Linked DNA regions of Danio rerio: region 2 is linked to region 1. A link is a contact called in public Micro-C data. All regions are on one chromosome and are shown on one strand. The core of a region is the stretch at or near the end of the contact, and the rest is flanking DNA. Distances in the headings are between cores, read along the strand shown.

The links. Hi-C and Micro-C count contacts between places; a contact is called where the count stands out from the background.
Region 2: a contact with region 1 is called in a Micro-C map of caudal fin, with 4 times the contacts expected there. The contact joins the enhancer-like site here to the promoter of klf8 in region 1. A contact is called at or near these places in 2 of 18 Hi-C or Micro-C datasets (caudal fin and hematopoietic stem cells) and 1 of 4 datasets of contacts at active chromatin or transcription factors (caudal fin).

The regions. Positions count from the first base shown.
Region 1 is chr21:41,333,963-41,339,887 of GRCz12tu, reverse strand. It overlaps klf8 (Kruppel like factor 8), which reads right to left and starts at 3,391. Exons shown (of 6, transcript NM_001080003.2): 1 at 3,099-3,391. The coding sequence starts at 3,125. It overlaps rbm41 (RNA binding motif protein 41), which reads left to right and starts at 5,636. Exons shown (of 8, transcript NM_001007405.2): 1 at 5,636-5,684. The coding sequence starts at 5,677.
Region 2 is chr21:41,386,142-41,392,066 of GRCz12tu, reverse strand. The region is part of intron 2 of klf8 (Kruppel like factor 8); the gene reads right to left. Among named protein-coding and RNA genes, the nearest start is that of klf8, 53 kb to the right of the region's middle. Within about 2 kb of position 2,181, at least 37 of the 62 cell types and tissues checked have an H3K27ac peak or open chromatin away from gene starts, as enhancers often do. A contact at or near this core is called in caudal fin, where this site is marked.

The DNA of each region.
Region 1 (5,925 bases), core at 2,142-4,641:
CTTTGGACTGTTGGTGAAACCAGAGCACCCGGAGGAAACCCACACCAACACGGGGAGAACATGCAATACCAACTGGCCCAGCCGAGGCTCGAACCAGCGACCTACTTGCTGTGAGGCAATGGTGCTAACCACTGAGCCACCGTGTCGCCCTAACTACAATATATTTGGGCATTTTAAGATTTGGCACATATAATAATTCAAATGTTTTCAAGATATTATTTTCTTCTTAAATAAACCAGACGCCTCTCTAGAATACTTGAATGGCCATATGCTGCAGTTAGTAGTCAAATATTTTGGACTAATGGCATTGTTATTTTTGTTTTTATCACCAAGTTTAACGGAAGTGCCACAAAATGCACATCGTTACTCAAAGTGTTAAGCTGTGCATCTATCAAGTGTTTTTGTGCTGCAAAAACTCTTCGGTGGACACACTGCCTTAATGTTTCTACTGAAACTGAAAGTCAGGACAGGCTTCATCAAGTGGCTGGTTCATCTCTTTTTTTGTAAATCGCGACATTTGCAAACTGCATTGTGACAGCCACAGTTTTATAACAACTTAAGTCTAATGGATACACCATTTAGATTCCCTGTGTGTGTGTGTGTGCATTGCAGATGCTTCATCCCAACAAAATCCACATTTACACTGATGCTATAAGGCTGTAAACTAAATAGAAACATTGTCGCTTTTGCAATAACAGTATATGCAATATCCTTTTTGCAGAATAAAATTAACTTTATTTAATCGATATAGACATTGCTTAGACCATTATTAAGATAAAAATCAGTTTTCAAAAGCATTTGACAACATTATAAATCAGAATTTCTGCTGAGGTCATTTGTGGTGTTTTGAAGTCTAAATGTTTGCACCTTAATATCTTTTTTTTAGCTCTAATACCTGTTTATCTTAAAATGATGATTACAAAATTAATTGTCTTGTTTTTAAATTGCTGACAGAAAAACATTTTGCAAGTTAGTAATATCAAAAGAAAGATCGTTATTGCAACAGTCAACAACAATATTACATATTTACCAATCACCCATTTATTAACCTACGAGCCATTTATCACAGTAGGAAACAATAGTTACATTAGCATATTATTTTATTATTTTAATAACTACATTCTGCTGCAAAGTACCTTGGGGGCAAAAACTGCACCTGCTAAATTACATAAAACTCTCAATTAATTACAATTAAATAAACTAGTGGAATGTAAAACTTCATGAGGAGATTGTCAATTTAGGGGATCTAAAATCTACAAATACAGCGTTTGAACTTAGCCGAGTTATTTCGGAGTGCTAAGCCTTATTACCAACAGCACACATTTCATTTAAGCTTATTGGTGCAGCCGCCGATCAGAGCTTTGTTTTGTTTCAATTCTTAAATTCCGTTATCATAAAAAATATAGTAGTGAAACTTATGCAGGTCAAATATTATTTGTGCAGCCTTAGTGGTTATATAGCAGTTGTTGTTTTGCATAATTAGCTCTTTATTAACACCATGGACTAATGTTTTGTTTGTAACATTAGCATTTATTATTACAATATTATAATAGCAATTGTGATATAATAAACAATTAACTTTTTCACGTTGTTGACAAAATACAGTTTTAAATGTATTAAATTAATTAATTAATTATTTTTTGACTGCGATTTAATTTGCATGTATTCTCCAAAGCAATGAATTGATTGTTTTCCATATGCTACATTCTATCCCTTTTCTGACTACTCACTGTATTTATATGAAATAGTTACAATACTGGTCTGTGGATCGTCAATTGTAAATTAAATTTTTAGAAATAATCAATAGCGTTTGTGATATCAAAACTTTTATCGAAACAAAAATAACAGTTAGTCAGTTTATTTCTATTAAAATCATTTGATTAGCCTATAATAACATGATTATTTGATTAACATGACAAGAAATTAGCTTACCATTTAAACAATATGGTACTACACTGTGTAACATTGAAAACAGAAAAGCCACAAAAACACTTATGAAGTATTATGTAAATATAATTTAAATAATAAAATGTTTTTCTTATTATTATCTTAGCTATTTATTTATTTTTACCCCTAGCATCTATTTATACTTTGATAGTATTGTTAATATAATATTTTGTTTTATTTGTTCTTAATTGTTGTGAGATGTAGATGTTTGTATTAAGTTTGTACATATTTACAATAAATTAAAAATGATTATTTGATTAACATGCTTGATAAACGTCAACATAGATGTTTTTTCCAATTTGTAAATGCCAGAGCAAGTACATTTCAGAACAAGATAAGTGATAGTCAAATTTGTGCTAAAATGTTTTTAATTAATGTAATGTATGACCCTGCAGATACATTCAAGGGTACTACAGGAGGAGACGTGTCAATATGATGACCCTGACGTTCCAATACATGTGTATGTGCAACAAAAACAAACAAACAAACAAACAAACCACTTACACTAATGCACCCCCTCCCTTTCTCACTTGACATCATGGGATGTTCATGACAGTTTTATGTATAACTTACAGTCTACTGCTGTAACCTGCGTGGTATTAGCTGGAGCCTGACATTATTAGCCAAAACACTGACATCTCTTTATAACAGCGAAAGCCACGGAATACAAAACACAGAACTGAGAGGACCAACAAGCATAACAGAATGTCCTCATCACCCCATAAGAATAAAGGCTGCGGCCCCTTTAAGAAAGCAGCTAAGATGGTGTCTCTCCGGCGAGCTGCATTCGGCGCGCTTCCTTCCTGCCTTCACCGCTTTAAAACGGCACTGCAGACCCTCGACGGCTCTGACAGACGAGTCGCTCAATCTCTCCCTATCTGACTTTAACACTTTGCACAGCTGTTTTAAATGCGCCCGAGTCAACGTGTCAGGTTCGCGGATAAGTTAAGCACGGGCTCAGAGGCGCATGCACGGGAATCGCTCAGATGATATTATCGGCTCATTACGGTTAACGGCAGAGCAAACCGAAACCGGGTAACTGCTCACAGATGAGGAACTCCGGAGGAGTCCTGCAGAACAGAAAGCGAACAACCACAGCCGGCCAAAGCTATGCTGCAAATGTGTCGATTGCAAACGATAAACAGACTTACTTTTTTGTTCCGAGTCTCCGTGTGCATCTCGGTATCTAAGCGGCGGTGAAGGGGTGGAGTGGAGGGGGGGTCGGTCGGCTCGGGCGGGGTGAGATTTGAATAACAGTCAGTATTATCCGCCTCAGTATTAGAGAAGAAATGTGCGCTCGTTGGCTCGGAGGTTCACAGAAATCATATCCCTGGCGTCGAGAAACAAGCCCTCTTTCCGTCGCCCCGTTCGTCTTTCGGTGTGTGTTTGTTGCCGTGTTTCAGGGTTGGGCTCGAGCTGTGAGTCTCTCCTCCGCCTCTCCCTGCTGCTGACCCCACCCTGCGTCCCCACCCCTTCACTGTGTCAATCACAGCCGCTGCAAGTGTGTGTGTGTGTGTGTGTGTGTGTCAGCGCGCCACCACAATAATAGAAGTTCAGAAACATCATCATCATCACTTTGTCACCTCGCCTAATGACGTCAAGTTGCACCGGATGTTCGAAGTTGCTCGACTTTTTTTGGTCCTTTTTTGCATGTGTTACAGAGGTGATGATGCCTTATATGAGAATGACTAGTTTTTGGAGATAAAATTACCCCTAATTTGAGCAAAAGCAGACAAAAAAGACGTATTTTATTTATTGTTCTTAGTGTGTTTGTTCATATTGCATTATTCAGCATTTGTAGTACAGTTTTATATATATATATATATATATATATATATATATATATATATATATATATATATATATATATATATATATATATATATATTGCTGCTTGTTCGAACTACGTATTTAAAATGAGCTAAAACAACACAATTTTTGAGATTTTATGTGGGACAACTTGATCGTTTTATGTTCAATCCACTTAAATGTTTAGTTGACTTAATCTATTTGTGTTGGGATAACCTGAATGAATAGTGTGGAACCCTGTATCGGAAATAAATTGGATTTCGTAGGTATGTGTTTGGGTAAAAATATCGTTTTTTTTTTGTTTTTTTTTTGGAGCATTTTCCCCCATAAAATGGCAATTCATCTTTTTTTTGTTTTTTTTTTTGTTACTGAGAGGCAGGGTTATTCTACCTAATATATATATATATATATATATATATATATATATATATATATATATATATATATATATATATATATATATATATATATATATATTTACTTTTAAGTAGCAAAAAACATCAATGTGTTAACATAAATAGTCTATAAACATGTCTGAATATATCCCTTTTGTTATTTTGACCAAGTGGCGTTCGTTGTGTTTGTGTAAAAAAAACTTTTGTTTTGTTCTGCAAACTGATGGCATTTATTCCCAAATAAAAGTACAAATACTGTTAGAACATAATCATACATTTTAACAAATAACACTTTTATTTTGACTAGTTTAAAGTGTTTACTGAATGAAGCAATAATTAAAATGAAACATGGAAAACCTTGAGAAAAAATAGAAACAAAATTAAATAGCTGTTTATTACATAAACTGTCCAAATCACAGGGCAGCAACTCAATGCGTTAAGGCACGTGGTCAAGACAATCTGCAGAAGTTCAAACTGAGCATCTGAAGACGAAGAAAGATGAATAAAGAGACTTTGAGGGCATTGTTGTTAATGCAGGATGAGTATTTCAAAAACTGCTGGTATATAAAATATATATTTCACATAGAAATATGTCTTCAGTTTATAGAGAATAGTCGAGAAGAGTTTGGTGAGTGGCAGCAAAACTTTTCAGCTGATAGGAAGGCAAGGATTCACCAACAGTACGCAAGTTACAATGTAGCATATTGCAATGTAAAGGGTTACTATACAAACTACGCAGTAAATATATTTGTCGCACCATTACGGCTTACTTACAAAGCCAACTTTCAGCAATCATACCCTGAAGATTGGATGGTTGACTTATCCGACATTCAGGTGGAGGGTCATGAATGTATACAGTTATAATTTAGGATAAAGGCTTGAATGAATCTGCTTCTATAGACTGTGATGTTCAGTTGTTCTGAAACACATTTCCCATGGTCTTTTCTTTCCACTTAACTGGAAGTATTTGTGTAACGGGAAATATGAAGCTGGGACATATACGCGTTTATTTTCACCAGGACTGTAAGGGCTATAAATGAGTGATCATGTTAATATTTTTGTGGCTGCAATGTCAATATCACAACAGCTGCCATCATAGTGCTCGCTTTCTGAATCAACGCAAGATTTTACACTGTTTTTTGTGTTTGCTTGTTTTTGCTTTTTTGAGTAATAAACAAAAACAAATCCCTTTTAAATAAATTGGTTTAGTAATGGTTTCCTTTTGTTGGATAAACTGTGTAAATTGAAAGTACACAAATAAAAATCAATTAGTCCTAAACTCGTTTTTTTATTTTATTTATTTATTAATTAAACTGTTTAGCACATTTTAATAGTTTAGTTTAGTTCAATACATTTGAATAAAAGAAGGATGAAAATACTGTTAAGGTTTTTTTTTTTTTTTACAAAGATAGGCATTTGCAGAGCACCGCGAATGAGAGTCTTTGAGTTAAAACTACATTTCCCAAAATCCTCTCCGCCACAGCTTCTTTCCTGTCGGAACGGGAAATAGAGGGAAAGTGTAAACATGAAGCGGTAAGGAAGAGGACTAAACGGTATTTTTTGTTTTTAGTTTCGGTCTGAAGCCAGTAACAAAACTTGTCAAACCAAAACATTGACTTTCAATGAACTCTGATTTGAAAAATCCCATCACTAAGGTCTAGTCGATTACAGCCGTTAAGACTTATTGATGATGATAACACACATTGGTCGATAGGTTGAGTGGTAGTTAATTAAACGTACGACACGTTTTAATGTTGATCATAAATCATTGTTT
Region 2 (5,925 bases), core at 932-3,431, 53 kb before region 1:
TACACACACAAGCTCAACACAGAGATGTGTGTGTGTGTGTGTGTGTGTGTGTGTGTGTGTATTTGTGTGTATTTGTAAGCTACACCCATTAAATTCCCCCTGCACTGAGACATATAGTTAAACCAAAACACTTTACTTGAATCAGACCTGTATGATGATATTTTGTTGAACACTAAAGACGATTTATTTCAAAGTAAGCCTATAACCGGTAACCATTAGCCATGTTTCCATCCATTTCTTTTTATGCACATTTTGGATATGGAAATGGCAAGATGCACATACATTTTGAAAAAGTGCACCGCACGCAGGTCACTCATGCATTCCATTCACCTAACTGCATGCAACAGTTCACCACAAAAAAGTGAAAAACCTATTTGAGAATATCAATAAAAGTAATACCCACAAAAGAAGGTAATTTTAAAAATGCTGAAGGCTGGTACCAATTGAATTGCATGGTATTTTGTTTTCTTACAAGAAAGAAAGAAAGAAAGAAAGAAAGAAAGAAAGAAAGAAAGAAAGAAAGAAACAATGAAAGAAAGAACCAACGAAAGAAAGAACTAACAAATGGAAGCAACAAAATAAAGAATCAATGAAGAACCAACACAAGAAAGAAGGAACAAAAAAATAGAACCTACAAATAGAACCAATGAAAAAAGAAAGAACCAACAAAAAGAACCAACAAAAGAAAGAATCAGCAAATACAATCAACAAAAAAAGAACCAACAAAAAGAACCAACAAAAGAAAAAATGAAAAAGAAACAACAAAAGAAAGAAAAAACTATGAAAGAAAGAACCAGCGAAAAAAAAAGGAACCAACAAAGGAAAGAACCAACAAAAAAGAACCAAGGAAAAAAGAAAGAATCAATTATTCATTCATTTTCTTGCAGGCTTAGTCCCTTTATTAATCCGGGGTCGCCACAGCAGAATGAACCACCAACTTATCCAGCAAGTTTTTTCGCAGCGGATGCCCTTCCAGCTGCAGCCCATCTCTGGGAAACATCCACACACACATTCACACAAACACTCATACACTACGGACAATTTAGCCTACCCAATTCACCTGTACCGCATGTCTTTGGACTGTGGGGGAAACCGGAGCACCCAGAGGAAACCCACGCTAAGGCAGGGAGAACATGCAAACTCCACACAGAAACACCAACTGAGACGAGGTTTGAACCAGCGACCCAGCGACATTCTTGCTGTGAGGCGACAGCACTACCTACTGCGCCACTGCCTCACCCAAGAATCAATTAAAGAAAAAAAAGAAACAAAAAGGACAAATGAAAGAAAGAAAAAAACAACAAAAGAAAGAACCAACAAAAGAAAGAACCAAAGGAAAAAGAAAGAAAGAAAGAAAGAAAGAAAGAAAGAAAGAAAGAAAGAAAGAACCAACAACAAAAAAAATCAACAAAAGAAAGAAAGAACCAACAAAAGAAAGAAAGAACCCATGAAAGAAAGAAGGAACCAACAAATAGAAACAATAAAAGAAAAAAAGAATCAACAAAAAAGAAACAACAAAATGGAAGGAAGCAAACAACTAAAAAAACAAGAAAACTAAGAAAACCTTAAAGTTTTAAAACCACATGAGGAAGAATAAATGAGCCAAATTTTCATTTTTGAGTGAACTACCCCCTTAAATATTCCAAGCCAGTTTAAAGCATTTAGTAGCGAAATATTCAAACATTTGCGGCGTTAACAAAACTACTTTTGGATTAATCAATTACATCTTTTGAGAGAGTTTCGTCAACATATTTAAAAAACAAATTTACTCAAAGCCTACTCAAAATTAGGTACAAACTACAATTTTTTTTCAATACTCCAACACAAGTATTAGCAGAAACAATAATAAACAGTCATATCTCTTTTAAATCATTACATTTCTAGTCAATTCGTTGAAATGTAAGTCTTTAAGTTTGAAGCATTCACACAAAATGATAAGGACTTAAATGACAAAAATCACAGAACAACAAATTCTCATGACATCTAACAAACAACAAACAAAAAGAAAGAAAAACTGAAGACAGGTACAGACAGAGGTTGTGTAACTGAAGGAAACAGCTGAGAGAAAACCAGAGCGAGTGGGCCGGGGTGGGAGCCAAACACACACAGAATAAGGGGAGAGTGGGTGGGAAAGGCCTCCGGTTGTCATGGAAACTGGGAGGTATATCAGCTGACTCATTTTCGCTCTCTCTCTCTCGATCCCACCCACATCTCGCTTTGGCTCTCTATGGTTCTCCACCCTGCCACCTCATTCTCTCTGCATCCCCACCCTTCAGCTGCTCCACCTTTCTTGCAGTCCTATGTTGTTTTCCACTGCTCGAACCTGAAGAAAAGCACGTAAAGATGTAGTGCCAGAGTCGGAAGGACCACATCAATAAGTGACCCAATTATCGCTAGCGTGCTGTGTGGGATGTTAATTGAGTGTGCTCAATATCTATTAGCAGTTGTAGGAAACGGCTTGCGGTGGAAAGAGCGAGTGTTGCAACAGGAAGCCTTGTGGCTCTCGTTATCAAAACCAGTTGTGTTTGATTTGGCTGTTTTTATGACAACATTTAGATTTGTTGACGTGTTGTTGTATTTTCAATGTCACACCTGACAAAATATGAATGTAATTAGTATCATCATCATTAAAAAAGTAAATGGTTAAACACTTCATAGTCTTCCATGAAGCACTTGTTATATAAACTGCTTTGCTCATTTTTTTTGTCAAATCTTAAAACTGTCCTATGGTTTGACTGACTCAAGATTGGTTTAATAAATTACAGCTCTTATTAATAAAAAAGAAAATTGTAAAATCATTAATAAATACCTGAGGACTCATTTTTACAATTGGCTATTTTAGTTAATCATTCAATTCATATAGGAAATTCATGCATTATGTCAGAGAAAACCATGTCTGCGTCCGAAACTGCATACTTCCATACTATACAGTACGCTTAAATCATTATGCGAGCAGAGTAGTATGTCCAAATTCATAGAATTCGAAAATCAGTATGCGAGAAGTACCCGGATAACTTACTACTTCCGGCGAGATTCTGGAATGCGCATCCCATGCACGCTGCGCTATCCCATAATGCCCGGCGAGAGAATTCATGAATGGAAGTGAAGCGACGTAACTGGCGCAGGTAGGTCACGTGACCATGACAAAATGGTGAATGTAGTATGTCCGAATTCCATTCATACTTTTCACATTCATACTGTATAGAATGTACTTTTCTAACGGCCGAGTAGTACGTTTAAATTTAAATGCAGTACCTACTGAGTAGTAGGCGGTTTCAGACGCAGCCCATATAACCCAGTGTGACACTACACTACCTGACAAAAGTCTCTTCGCCAATCCAAGTTTTAGGAACAACAAATAATAACTTGACTTCTAGTTGATTATTTAGTATCAGAAGTGGCTTATATGATAGGTAAATCCCTCTAGATTACGCTTATTTTACCAAAACAAAAAATGAGCAAGCCTTAATTTTGAGTTATTTAATTAGGACAGTAAGGTCTGACTTTGCTTAGACAAAACTTGACAGAAATTATGTCCAGTGCAGGATACAAAGTCATAGTGCAGTTGAAAACAATTTTTTGTTTTATTACCGTGTTTGACTCCCATGAGCTTGGACGACTGCATCCATACATCTCTGCAAGTACTCAAATAACTTATTAACAAAGTCATCTGGAATGGTAAAGAAAGTGTTCTTGCAGGACTCCCAGAGTTCTATGGAGTAAAACAGCAGATTATAGTGTGTGTGCATACATACACTGACTATGTTCTGAGAGCTGAGAGGCTTATTTGGATTTTCTCAGACATATAAAGATCAGTGTGCAACACACACACACACACACACACACACACACACACACACACACACTCAAACACGCTTTTTGCGGCTAATTCGTACAAGTTAAGTCGTATGAAAATGTACGATTTTAAAAAGGAGGCATGCATCCAACCCGCCCCTAAACCCAACCATCATTGGCTGATGAGCAAATCGTAATAAATTGTACAAATTACATTTTACGTATTTATATGAATTAGCCACTAAATCAAAAAGTTACGAATTGTCATAAGATTGTGTTGTTCCAACAGCACAAAAAGGTAAGTAAGTGAAGAAAAACAAAAGATTCAAACCAGGAACCAAGAAGTCCAGTGATAAACATATGAGTTCAGACAGAACAAGGAACTACTGATGCTAAAGGTTGGCAGCACAGAGAAAACTGCTCCCTGTTTCTCACAGTGTAGAACAAATTGAGTAAGATCGAGAGAGAGAGAGAGAGAGAGAGAGAGAGAGAGAGAGAGGCTGAACTGTTATAAGAGTTTCCGGCGAAAATCCTTCCGTTTAACATTGTTAGGAATGATGGTCTGACAGCACTATGACTCTCCACTGACCTTACCGATGGCCATTAATGGGGAAATTGACCATTAATAATATTCCCAAGTGAGTTCACCAAGTTTGCATTCCACCACAAAGCTTCGTTACAAATTAGATTCAATAATCAACAACAAAAGATTTATATAGACTGGTAAAGAAATATGCATTACAGTCTAAAATTTAACACCGTGAGAAATGGCCTCTGTTACTGAAGTTTTCTGCTTCAATAAAGGATGACTGTGCTGCACTATGCTTATAATTGCTGAGTAAAAATAATGCTGCACCACCAAATAGGGTTGATCTCCTGTATCTAGAGAATTTTTTAAAGATTCTTGTTACCACACCCAGTTGTACGTGCTATTGAACACTTTGTTAAACATTAACATATTGACACAATTCTGCGACTTAATGGGATAGTACACCCAACAATAAATGTACTGTTCATTTACTCACCCTCAAGTTGTTCCATACCTTTATAAGTTTCCTTTTTCCGTTGAACGCAAAACAAGATAATCTGAAAATTTTTTAAAAACATGTAACATTGATTTCCATAGTAAGGAAAACACATACTATGGAAGTCATTAGATACAGCTTTCCAACATTTGTCAAAATTATGACTAGAACCTTTACTAAATATTGCAATCTGAATACAGTTTCACCAAGATGGTTTGAATAGCTCTATTTGATGTTTTTTTTGGGGTATAACAGTATTAAGGTACAGAAATAAAGCAATCACACTGCAAAAAACACTTTTCTTACTTTGTTTTATCTTGTTTCTAGTAGGGCTGCAAAATATATAGTTTCAGCAATACAAGCATTCGAGTCACATCACATGATATGCAATGTTGAGTCTGGATTATAATTGATTGTTTTTTACGTGTGTTTTGAGTTTTTTTGTGACTGTGTGGAATACAAAAGCATTCAGGCCTAAGAAATTGTATCGTTTGTAACTTAACATTTTTTTTAATTTTATCGAACTGTTAATACAATGAAGACAGTTTTATTTTACAGTGGATTATTCAATTACTGTAATAGTGTAATACACTATGGAAGGGGATCCGCTGCATAAAAACGTGCTGGATAAGTTGGCGGTTCATTCCGCTGTGGCGACCGCGGATTAATAAAGGGACTAAGCCGACAAGAAAATGAATGAATGAATGTGCATACCTCAGCCTCCACATGAAAGTTTCTGAAAGAAGCCCATTACTTTAAATGTCACTTTAAGCTGTATAGAAGAGTTATGAAAAATACCTAGTCAAATATTATTTACTGTCATTATTATAAAGATTTTTTTAAAAAATCAGTTAGATTTAATAAAAATTAGAAATTACTCATTAAAACTATTATGTTTAGAAATATGTCGAAAAAATCTTCTCTCCGGTAAAAACAGAAATTGGTGGAAAAAAAACGGGGGCTCATAATTAGGGGGGCTAATAATTCTGACTTTAATTGAATATATCGCAGAAAACAATTTACAGATTTTTCAAAAATCAAGCAACCTTAGTTTCTAGTCCAAATATCTCAATTTTTTAAGCTCAAGTAAAAATATTGTTTTATT